Regions from separate parts of the Mus musculus genome. Here all the other regions are linked to region 2. The links are chromatin contacts, called in public Hi-C and promoter capture Hi-C maps. All regions are on one chromosome and are shown on one strand. Each heading gives the region's core, a stretch centred on a gene start, on an enhancer-like site or on the middle of the called end of the contact. The rest is flanking DNA. Distances are from core to core; before and after follow the strand shown. Region 1 holds the start of Nnt (nicotinamide nucleotide transhydrogenase). Region 2 holds the start of Mrps30 (mitochondrial ribosomal protein S30). Region 3 holds the start of 4833420G17Rik (RIKEN cDNA 4833420G17 gene).

The links. Promoter capture Hi-C pulls out the DNA fragments that hold promoters and counts their contacts. Hi-C and Micro-C count contacts between places; a contact is called where the count stands out from the background.
Region 1: a contact with region 2 is called in a promoter capture Hi-C map of pre-B cells. The contact joins the promoter of Nnt here to the promoter of Mrps30 in region 2. A contact is called at or near these places in 21 of 39 promoter capture datasets (the 3T3-L1 cell line, 3T3-L1-derived adipocytes, the C10 cell line and 12 more), 4 of 484 Hi-C or Micro-C datasets (B cells, CD4 T cells, cortical neurons and 1 more), 20 of 115 datasets of contacts at active chromatin or transcription factors (the 230-238 cell line, astrocytes, craniofacial prominence and 12 more) and 5 of 9 other capture datasets (adipose tissue, embryonic stem cells, liver and 2 more).
Region 3: a contact with region 2 is called in a Hi-C map of B cells, with 13 read pairs. The contact joins the promoter of 4833420G17Rik here to the promoter of Mrps30 in region 2. A contact is called at or near these places in 11 of 39 promoter capture datasets (the 3T3-L1 cell line, the C10 cell line, embryonic stem cells and 6 more), 4 of 484 Hi-C or Micro-C datasets (B cells, cortical neurons, embryonic stem cells and 1 more), 11 of 115 datasets of contacts at active chromatin or transcription factors (astrocytes, effector CD8 T cells, embryonic stem cells and 5 more) and 3 of 9 other capture datasets (adipose tissue, liver and macrophages).

What each region holds. Positions count from the first base shown.
Region 1 is chr13:119,406,935-119,410,598 of GRCm38.p6, reverse strand. It overlaps Nnt (nicotinamide nucleotide transhydrogenase), which reads left to right and starts at 1,342. Exons shown (of 17, transcript NM_001308506.1): 1 at 1,342-1,696.
Region 2 is chr13:118,385,613-118,389,261 of GRCm38.p6, reverse strand. It overlaps Mrps30 (mitochondrial ribosomal protein S30), which reads left to right and starts at 2,010. Exons shown (of 5, transcript NM_021556.3): 1 at 2,010-2,610. The coding sequence starts at 2,028.
Region 3 is chr13:119,461,489-119,464,788 of GRCm38.p6, reverse strand. It overlaps 4833420G17Rik (RIKEN cDNA 4833420G17 gene), which reads right to left and starts at 2,030. Exons shown (of 13, transcript NM_001113550.1): 1 at 1,670-2,030.

The sequences.
Region 1 (3,664 bases), core at 93-2,592, 1.0 Mb before region 2:
GGAACAGTTCCATTAGAGAGGTAGGAGGCAGAGGAAGGAGCAGGACAGGGGAATGCTACTCAAAATGAGGGGAGGGGGAGTAACAAAAACAACACTAAGAAAGAAAGCATTGGAAAACATAGAGTATGAAGGCAGATGCCCTTCAAGGCTAGACTTGCTGATTGTAGAAAAGCCTTGCACGTGAACTCCGAACTACTTACCACACAGTCCGCAGCACAAAAGAGTTTAAAATGGTTAAGGACTTGCCTCATTGTACCTGCAGTATTACTATCTGTTGACTTACGATTATTATTTTAAAACACCGGGCCGAGTCCTTTCCTGCCTTCCAGTTCTTCTGCCACCGGAAGAGTTTACTCCAGATTGCTGTGCGGAGTCCAGTAGCCCAATGACCCTTTCTGCTGTATAAAACACAAGGCATTCTCTAAATAAGGGGTTCTCTGTGGTTCACTTATTTTTAAAAGATACTGAATGTCTGTTTTTTTTTTTTTTCTTCTGCCTGTTAAAATATTTCAGTTAAATTAAAAGCAAGGGGCTGGTGAGATGGCTCAGTGGGTAAGAGCACCCGACTGCTCTCCCGAAGGTCAGGAGTTCAAATCCCAGCAACCACATGGTGGCTCACAACCATCTGTAACAAGATCTGACGCCCTCTTCTGGAGTGTCTGAAGACAGCTACAGTGTACTTACATATAATAAATAAATAAATCTTAAAAAAAAAATTAAAAGCAAGCAAGCAAGCAAACAAACAATCTTACACTGACGTTTCCTTTAGACTCAGCGCTGGGTAAGTTTAATCAGTGTACCTGCAGAGCAAGTAACAGAATCTAATCACTAACCAATAACTAGGTCGTTATGTTTTGATTTCCTTAATCAGGAACCTTAACAGGGACGTCAACTACAATTACATTCTAGACACTGCCTATGTTAATAGTAGCGCAGGGTTTCCTCTTGGCTGGCCTCGCTGTTGAAGCCAAATATGCACATGTGTGTGTTCATTTTCAGGCCTTGACTTCGTTTGTGAGGAATTTAACCCCACCCCCGTCCAGAATGGAAAAACAACGCCCCCATTCCCGCCCTCGGCTTCCTCCCGCCTAAGTCTTCTCCAGTTACAGAAGTTCGGATTTTTTTTTTTTTTTTTTCCTAGAGAGTTAGAGGAAAAGTCCGGCCCAAGAGTGGAGTTATAGTATCCGTTTATTTGCTCTGCTGGGAGACCGGTGAGGAAATCACACTTTGTAACTTAGTCTCCTGGGGGGAAAGAAGAGGTACGAATTCCTAAAAACTTGAGTTGCAGTGCTTGGCATCGGGTTTGATTGACAGAGGCCGATTGAGCAAGAGCAAGGGGGCGGGGCTGCGGGCCTGGGGCCCTGGCAGAGACAAAGGGGCTTCAGCGGCCACCCGGAGGGGACCAGCTGCTGCGCTGTAAGCGTGCATCTGGTGGAGTCTTTTTCTCCTTTGCAGACTGGCGATCGGGCCAAGCGGGTTTGGCAGGAGGCTCGGGGAGGGGGAGAAGGGGTGCCGAAAGGGGGCGCGGGTCCGGGTCTAGGCAGCCCTGTGTCACGTGGTCGCCGCCGCCGCCTCAAAGTTGGGGCTGTTCTTCCGGGTTGGAGGCACAACGCCGCGGGCCAACCCCGGGTCTGCTAGCTCGGCGTGGCGTTTGCTCGCAGCCCGGGGTCGCCATCTGTCCCGCCTGCCGGTCCAGGTGAGCCAACCAGCCCTGCAGCGCCTAGGGGCTGCTGGAAAAGGCGGGCAGCCAGCGCAGATCCCCGGTCCCTCGGCGAAGGGGACCCGAGAGAGAGCAGCAGGGGGGCGGGGTCGGCTGTGTCTAGCAAGTGGGGCGCAGAGGCTCCTGCAGGAGACTGACGGAGAAGGAATGCGGTATATGCCTCGGGGCTCCTTTTGTGTGTGCGTTCTATTGGGGTGACATGGAAAGGAGTGAGAGGGTAGAGGTGGGAACGGAGTCCCGGCAGAAGACAAAGTAAGCAAGTGACAGCTGTGCAGGTGCAGATCTTGGATCCTGGGGTGGGGGTGGGGTGGGGGCAAGGGCTGCAAAAGTTGTACGTAGTCATTTTGGCCCTTAGAGGGACTGGAAGAGAGGTCGTAGAGGACTTTCGATGAATGGTTTACCTAGAAGAATGACAGCTGGGCGCTCCTAAGTTGTACTTGAACTTTGAGAGTGTTCAGGCGGGGTGTCCAGTTAGGTGTATAGGAAAAGATGTGACTGTAGGTCCGGGCTGACTGGTGGTAGTTTCTGAATACTGAGAAAAAGGGGTTTGGATTGGTAAGTCACGGTGGGCTCTATTAGAGGTCAGGGTGTAGTTCTGGCCAGAGCTGGTTCAAACTTGAGAGGCACAATAACTACTATGTAGCCAGAGCCAATGGGCTTCCACAGGAGGTTATAAATAGCGGTCCAGCTGCACGTGCCAGAGGGTGGCAGTTTAGTTGCTGAGGGAGGGGCAGCACCTGTGACAGGAGCCATGGCTGCAGTGGCTTTGGGAGAGGTCACGCTGCCTGCCAGGATAGGGTATTGTGTCCTTGTTGGTATGCCTAGCTTTTAAAAGCATGACTTTGTTTATGCTTGCAGGTGCCCTTTATTTGTCCTACGGTAGTGTGCAGTCCTTAGAAAACTTTGGAGGCATGGGGCTTGCTTGCCCACTGAACCCCCTTTTTTGGGCAAATCTTGGTTATTTTTCCTTTCTTACTTTATTATTCTTATTATACTTTTTTATTTCGAGACGAGGAAGATCTCGGTCTGTAGCCTTGGCTGGCTTGAACGAACTTCTATGTGTAGCCTAGGCTGGCTTTGAACTTGAGTTGCTCCTCCTGCCTTAACCTCTCCGATGCTGGCATTTACAATCATGAGCTACCACCCCAGCTCCATTTTCATTCTTTCTTTTTTTTTTTTTTTTAATTTATTGAAGGGACAGTTTTGGATTATTCTAGTATAAGCAAACAGATAGGGCCAGTTTTCTACGAGGCTATACAAAGTTTTTATTTTCAAAGGAAGAGTCTGGAAACTGTTTCAGAAATATATTGTGGAATGGCCTCAGGATACCCAGCCCTAGTTATTTAAGTGTTCAGTCAAAAAGTATTAGCTGACTTACTCTGTTTAATGCAAAGCAGTGGGCCATGAAAAATAACAAAGTGAATGGAGTAACTCACCAGGATCTTGAGTTCTTTAATCCTCTCTACAAACCAGTGATCAGGGCACTTTGCTACTTTAATCCTCAGACCTTTATGAGGTAGGTTTTTACTATAATTCTGACCTTAAAGACAGAGAAGCTGGGTGATTTGAGAAGGACACATCTGGATAAAGGTAGAGAAGCGGATTCCAACCCAGAGTATACTCTAATCTCTTTACTGTCTTCTTTTGCTAGATCAGGTGCTTTCCCTAGACTCTAGAGTGCTGGTTTTCAACCTTCCTAATGCTTTGGACCCTTTAATACGGTTCCTTATGTTGTGGTGATCCCCAAACATAAAATTAGTTTTGTTGCTACATCATAACTGTAATTTTGCTACTGCTCTGAATTGTAATGTAAATATCTGGTGTGCAGGATATCTGATATGATTGATACCCTTGTGCAGGGTCATTTGACCCCCAAAGGGGTTTTGACAGGTCAAGAACTGCTACTCTAGAGGGTTTTAACACTGGGGAAGGCTGAGGATGTAG
Region 2 (3,649 bases), core at 761-3,260:
TACTACTTCCTCATTGTTGTGTGATAGTCACTGGAGAAGGCTTCTCACACATAGATTTAAGCCAATAGAAAGTCTTTATTATTAGCTGATCAACAACTACACCAAGGGATCCCAGGGTGAGCTTTTAACTACAAAAAAATAATAATAATAAAATTAAAAACAAACAAAAAACAAAAAAAACGTGTCCTGAGTTGACATATATCAGTTAACAAAAACAGTCAGAAATGGAACTGAAGCCAAAAAAGCAAGGTTAATAAATTTAGAGACTTTCCCCAGAACTATGGATTTGAATGGATTAGATCTTTGTTTCCATTTTGGCGAGTGCTCTTGTCTATGTGTTGAGTTTTAGGGCCTGAATTCACCTTCTATTATGAAATCAGTTCTGCTAATGTCTGGGTGCCTACTAAGGTTTTGGGTTTCTGTTATACCCATTATCTATATTTTTTTTTCATTCACGTGGCCATTCCACTTGTATCTTCAGGTTATGCTCCCATTTCAGAATCTCTGCATGTGTTTCTCCTTCTGGAACCTCCCTCTCCAGTATTTTCATGACTCATTTCTCAAATGATATCTTTACAAAAAAATAGTCCTCTGGTCAGGCTTTTTACATGGCAAACATCTACCCACACACTAGAGCACACTGATATTTTTCTTTACCCACTTTATTTTTTCCATGGCACCTATGAGTTTATAATAAATCATAAAGTTATGTATTATGATTACGATTTTCCTTCCTGTTAAGAATGCAAGGTCTCAGCCGGGCGTGGTGGTGCACGCCTTTAATCCCAGCCCTTGGGAGGCAGAGGCAGGTGTATTTCTGAGTTCGAGGCCAGCCTGGTCTACAGAGTGAATTCCAGGATAGCCAGGGCTATACAGAGAAACCCTGTCTCGAAAAACAAACAAAACAAAACAAAACAAAAAGAATGCAAGGTCTCTTTGGCTCACTAAGTAAGAAGACATTTAGCACCGTAACACATAGGGCGCACTCATAAATATCCATTAAATGAAACAGCTTGAGTAGCAGACAACCTGGGACCTAGTACCACCTCTGCCCCTAAGACAGTGGGTAGCTTTTGGCTTTATGTCTGCTTCCTTGCATGCAACTGAAAAGATTTGAATCATATTAGGCTGAAAAATAAAGTAATAGCTTCTTTATTAAGTTTATTGTAAAGAATCAGTTCATTTCAAACTAGTAAAGAGTTTAATACACAGCAAAATTCAAACAAATTGCTTAGTATGATTTATTTCATGTATTCCCCGACGTCTTGTATATTCAACTAAAAACACATTTCCCCGTTTCAAAATAAATTATATTACCTCATTAGCACTGAAGAATGTATGAAATAGTTTTCCTAAAGTTTAGTCGCGTTCACAGGTAAGTGATGCTGATATAATTTTTATAATTAGCAAGAATAAGTAAAGACATGTTGTATTTCATAAAATTCTAGTTCTAAAGGTGATGGAGGGTAACAGACTATATGAGGTACACAAATGACGTCAGAACTGTATGGATTTTAAGTTTCTCTTTGGAAGATATTTCTTTGTTTGTTTGTTTGTTTTGTTTTGTTTTGGAGACAGGGTTTCTCTGTATAGCCCTGGCTGTCCTGGAACTCACTCTGTAGACCAGCCTGGTCTCGAACTCAGAAATACACCTGCCTCTGCCTCCCAAATGCTGGGATTAAAGGCGTGCGCCACCACCGCCCGGCTGGAGGATATTTCTGAATGTTTGCGTGTGAAAAAAAGTGCGAGTTCCTAAAACATCCTACGAGCAAGGACTTTAATTGTTTCATTCTTCAGAGCATAACCGGTGGGAAAATATCTGGGGTAAGCGAATTTTTATCGCAGACAAATACTCAAAAAGAATACAACAAACTTCAAGGAGCATACTGATTGGTTGCAAACTGGATGACACAACGCACCACAGACACTCAGAGCACCCGCCTCCAAGAAGCGATTGGTCCCTACGGCAAGCGAAGAGGAACAATTCCTGCCAGTTGACCTCAAGTTCCGGGTCGCGGCGGGCGAAAATGGCGGCGGCCAGGTATTGGAAGCTGGTGCCCCGCGGCCGGGGATTGTCCCAGAATGCCGCTGCTAAGGCGTCCGCTACGGCCCCGGAGGTGAGAGACCTGGAGGTCGTGGCGACGCCCGTCGCGCGGTACCCGCCGATCGTGGCTTCCATGACCGCCGACAGCAAAGCGGCGCGGCAGCGGCGGGTGCAGCGCTGGCAGGCGACGGTGCACGCGGCCCCCTCGGTGGACGAGAAGATACGGATTCTCACCAAGATGCAGTTCAAGAAGTACGTGGTGCATCCGCAGATCTCCGCCTTGAACGCCGACCGCTGGTACCAGAGCTTCACCAAGACCGTGTTTGTCTCGGGCCTGCCGCCCGCCCCGGCGCTGTCGCCGCCGCCGCCCTCGCTCGACCTCGCCGCCCTGCGCGCCGCCGTGTGCGACTGCATCTTGCAGGAGCAGGTCTACGTGCGGCGCCGCCGGCCCCGCTCCCTCTTCGATCGTCGCCAGGCCCTCGCCTCCTCCATCCTGGACCAGGTAGTGAGGACGCTCGTGAACCTGCTCGCTCCACTCAACCCTGTCCTGAGCACTGCCGCTCTCGGTGAGCTTGGAACTCCCACCCTGAACGGGGGAAGTGGGGACGCCGTCGGCCAAGCTTTCCTGCAGGTTCAGTAGCACTCACTGAGTTAGGACTTACGGACCAAGTTTCAGGCGGCCTGCCCTCCTAAGGACTACTTGTTAAAGTTTAGTCTCACCCGAAGCTCATCACGTTTCCATGCTTTGATCAGGTTTTGTGTCTGAGCAGCCAAAAGTTTCTAAGAGACGGTTGTCTTTTGACTGCTTCACACGAAAGCTGGGTGACCATGGGTAAAACATCAACCTCTCTTACTTTGCCTTAATATCAAGATGAGAATTACTGTAATACTGTTTGGCCCTAGAATGTCGAAAGGTAAATAAGATATTATCAGCGTTACTAACATTTTCTTAGCATTTACTACTGTGTGTCGATCCCTTTCCCAAATGTTCTAAATGCCACCTACTTAATCCTCATAATAACAGAGTACATATCATGGATTCATTTTATAAATGAAGAGTGAAAAAGACACACGGTAAGTGTTGCTGCCTTCAGGCCCAACATCTGGTAGGTTGAGGGGTCAAGATTTGGTCCCAGTAAACAGAAATTTTCGTTCAGTGTGGACGTGAAAAAGAATGTATGTTTTTGTTTGGTTTTGATGGGGTGGTAGTACAGAAGGTTGAACTCAGGGACTAGAATACTCTCTGTCTTTGAGTTACACCCCAGCTGATAATGTGTTTGTAATCCGTTTATGTCTATAACCCAGAAGGTGTCTTAGTAATTATTGAATTAATTCTATCATGGCTGTAGATGTGTTCTAAACTGAATCTTATAGTGTCTGTATTACTTCCCTTCCTTGTGTGTACAAGAAAAGTAGTGTGTTAGGAAGGTAGAGGAACTTTTGACTACTTTCCATTGGTGGCTTAGAAAACTTAACCTTGTTCAGATGAAATTAAGTTCATCTTGTACAAAATGGCAGTGATGAGAATTGTATGTACCTTTTAGACTGGTAGTAAACGGAATACTGATCAGTTCTCATCTTATTCCGGTGAGTGGTTGCTGTTCA
Region 3 (3,300 bases), core at 781-3,280, 1.1 Mb before region 2:
CCAGGGAGTGGCACCATCTGAAGGTGTGGCCTTGTTGGAATAGGTATGACCTGGTTGGAATGGGTGTGTCACTGTGGGTGTGGGTATAAGATCCTCACCCTAGTTGCCTGGAGGTCAGTCTTCCACTAGCAGCCTTTGGATGAAGACATAGAACTCTCAGCTCCTCCTGCGCCATGCCTGCCTGGATACTGCCATGCTCCCACCTTGATGATAATGGCCTGAACCTGTAAGCCAGCCCCAATTAAATGTTGTTTTTATAAGACTTGCCTTGGTCATGGTGTCTGTTCACAGCAGTAAAACCCTAACTAAGACAGTTAGTAAGGGTTTCTTCTCTACTGCCATCTCTGTTGTTACTTTAATCATTCTTATTGATTACTTAAATCAAAGACTCTTCAAGACCTTACCTAATAACGATGGTTACTTTCATCCTCATCTTTTTTTTTATTTTTAAATATGCAAATAAGGTACGCACAATTCAGGCTACCGGTAGCAGCATAGACTTCTATGTCTTTGTTCCATAGAGAAACAGAATCTGATTAAACTATAACAAAAGCACTCCCACCAAAAGCAGATTTCTGCAGCATCCCCTAAATCCATTCTTTAGCTGGAGCCCATTAATCCTAGTTATTTGCACACAGAATTAGATCAATAGTCCTACACTACAGCCTGCAGAGGCCACACAGGCTAGCCCACCACTTTCTCCAAATGTCACTTCCTAATTCCCTTGTTCTGATCATTTTAATCACACTGGCTTTGTAGAGATTGCTCTTGAAAGAAGGTGTTTCTCATCTCAGGAACTTTGCCCTGCTCTCTCTGTCTAGCTTGTCGTCTCCTTGCTTATCATATCACAAACTCTTCATCAGAACTCACATCTCAACACAAATACCACTTGCACCAAGGCCCAACTTTATCACCTAAGCTAAACTACTCCATCCATAATTGCTATCCTAACATATCTTTTGTCCTCATAGACTTTATCAGTACCTCCCACCAGGATAGAAACTCAGACAAAACAGATCTCTCCTGTCTTATTTACAAATGTATCACTGGGACCTCAAATAGTACTAGGCAAAGAAAGCTGTTGGACAAATAAACTTTCATCAAATACAGAAAGAATAAATATTTAAATTCTTCCCCTTGAGTTCACGATATGCGTTGATGACACCACTGTCATCACGATGCTTTCTGCCTGTAACTAGCTTTCTATTGCTTTTTAAAATCTCGCTTGAATTTGGCCCTTTATCTCCTTTTGTTGGAAGCTGAACTCTTATTTACTACAACTATCTTTCTCCCATTTCGTCTGTCTTCAGTGCATCTCTATATTGCCGTCACGGGTTAACTTCCCACAGGTAAGACCACAGTAACTGCTTTACGTCACTTGTTTAAATCCTTGCAACGCCAATAAGCAAACACCGTGATTACAGACGAAGAGACGTATGTGCACACACGCATAGCTCTACCTGGTATTTTAAGAGCAAATTGGTGCTTTGCATCGTTTTATTCACGTTTGCACTCTCACCATTCAACACGTTAGGTCTGGGGGATAACGAACCGAAAACCCTCCTCTGCATGTTGAAGGCTCGTTTTTTTTTTCAAAACAAACCCGGGGAAAGAGAAGGGGGCGGGAAAACACCCTCAGCAAGACCACCGCCAAACTTGCAACACTCACCGGCGGCTGTGGGCTGCGAAGTTGTTCTGCACCTGGAAGGGAGGGCAACCTCGGCCTCCGACCGACCTCTATTTTGCTCAAGTGGCACGAACTGTGCTGTTTGCGTAGCGCTTCTCCACGGTTCCTTCCGTAATGTATTAACTACCGAGAAGCATTTCTTGAGGAAGAAAAATAATCACATCTACGGAAAAACACGGATACAAGAAGTGTTTCGGTTGAAACACCGGTCCAGTCCTCTGGGGCAGCATCGGCGACGCGAGGAACAAAACACAAACAAACAAAACACAAACAAACAAAACACAAAGCGAGGCAGCAGTTGGAGCCTCCCGCACCGAGAGGAAGGGGCGGTCTCCGGAAAAGCGAAGCCGGAAGTCCCGCCTCTTCCATTGCAAAGAGCAGTTCCGGAAAAGACCGGTTTTCCGGGTTGGACTCTGGTCTCCACGTATCGGGTGCTCAGTGTCGGCACGGAAGCGCCGAGTTTCCGTGGGGATTAGGGTTATAGACCAGTTTTACCAGGCGACACTGTCACAGGATAGGTGTTAGCGGAGCTTTAAAATTCTTTAAAAGTAATCGAAGACAAAGACCACTTGTTTTAAGAGGTGCCAGAAAATGTCTTCTAATTCTTAATCTATTGCCATTAGACATGCGTACGACGTCAGCAAAATACGCTGCGGATTAGCCCAATTCACTGGGGTCAGGATGGGGATTGGAGAATGACTGGGGGGACAAAATATTCTATTAGTTATGAGTGTTCCTAAACTAAAAAACACAGCGATCTATGAGAGAATAGAGTCTGAGAAAATACTTCCACTAAAATCTGAGGTTTGAGTTTTTTTGGGTTTTGTTTTGTTTAGTTTGTTTTTGAAACAGGGTCTGTGTAAACCTGGCTGTCTTGGAACTCGCTCTGTAGACCCAGCTGACCTCGAACTCAGAGATCTGTCTGCCTCTACCTCCCTAGTGCTGGGATTAAAGATGTGCTTCACCATCTTCCTGGCTTTGCCCTGCCTAAAAATAGTATTGCATCCAGATTATAGACTGTCCACAAGACACTCTTGGTAGTAAAGCAGACCTCTTTGTGCTGCCTATTGCCCTCAGTATGAGGGTGAGCTCAGAGCAAGGGGGGGGGGGCAGATCTCTCCACAAGGACATTATCCATATGGCCAGAGCTCCAAATCTGGAGTTTTAAATAGGTACTTGCTAAGTACAAGCAAAGGTCAAGGCTCTGTTACAACTCCAAGCAGTCCAAGGGAAAGATGATGTCTCTTTAAGGGGTTGAAGCATGATCAGGGAGGAAGGAGGCCTGAGGTAGTATGGCCAGGTCATTATGGATGGAGCCAGACTCGAAGAAATTTGCTGATTCTAAATTTAAAAATCTCCAGGCAACTTTTTCTTAAAAAACAAACTAACAAAAAAGCTTTATTAGGAATATTTGTTTAGTGCAAGAGCTTTAAGCAAAGCTATCAGTAAGGGATTGGGAAAACAGGATCTAACTCTTCAATTAGCCATCACTTGAAAATATACTGATACAAAGAATGATCTTAAGTAAAGACATCCTTGGACAGATAACAGTCTTCCTTCCTTCCTTTCTTTTTTCTTTTCTTTTCCTTCCTTCCTTCCTTCCTTTCTTTCTC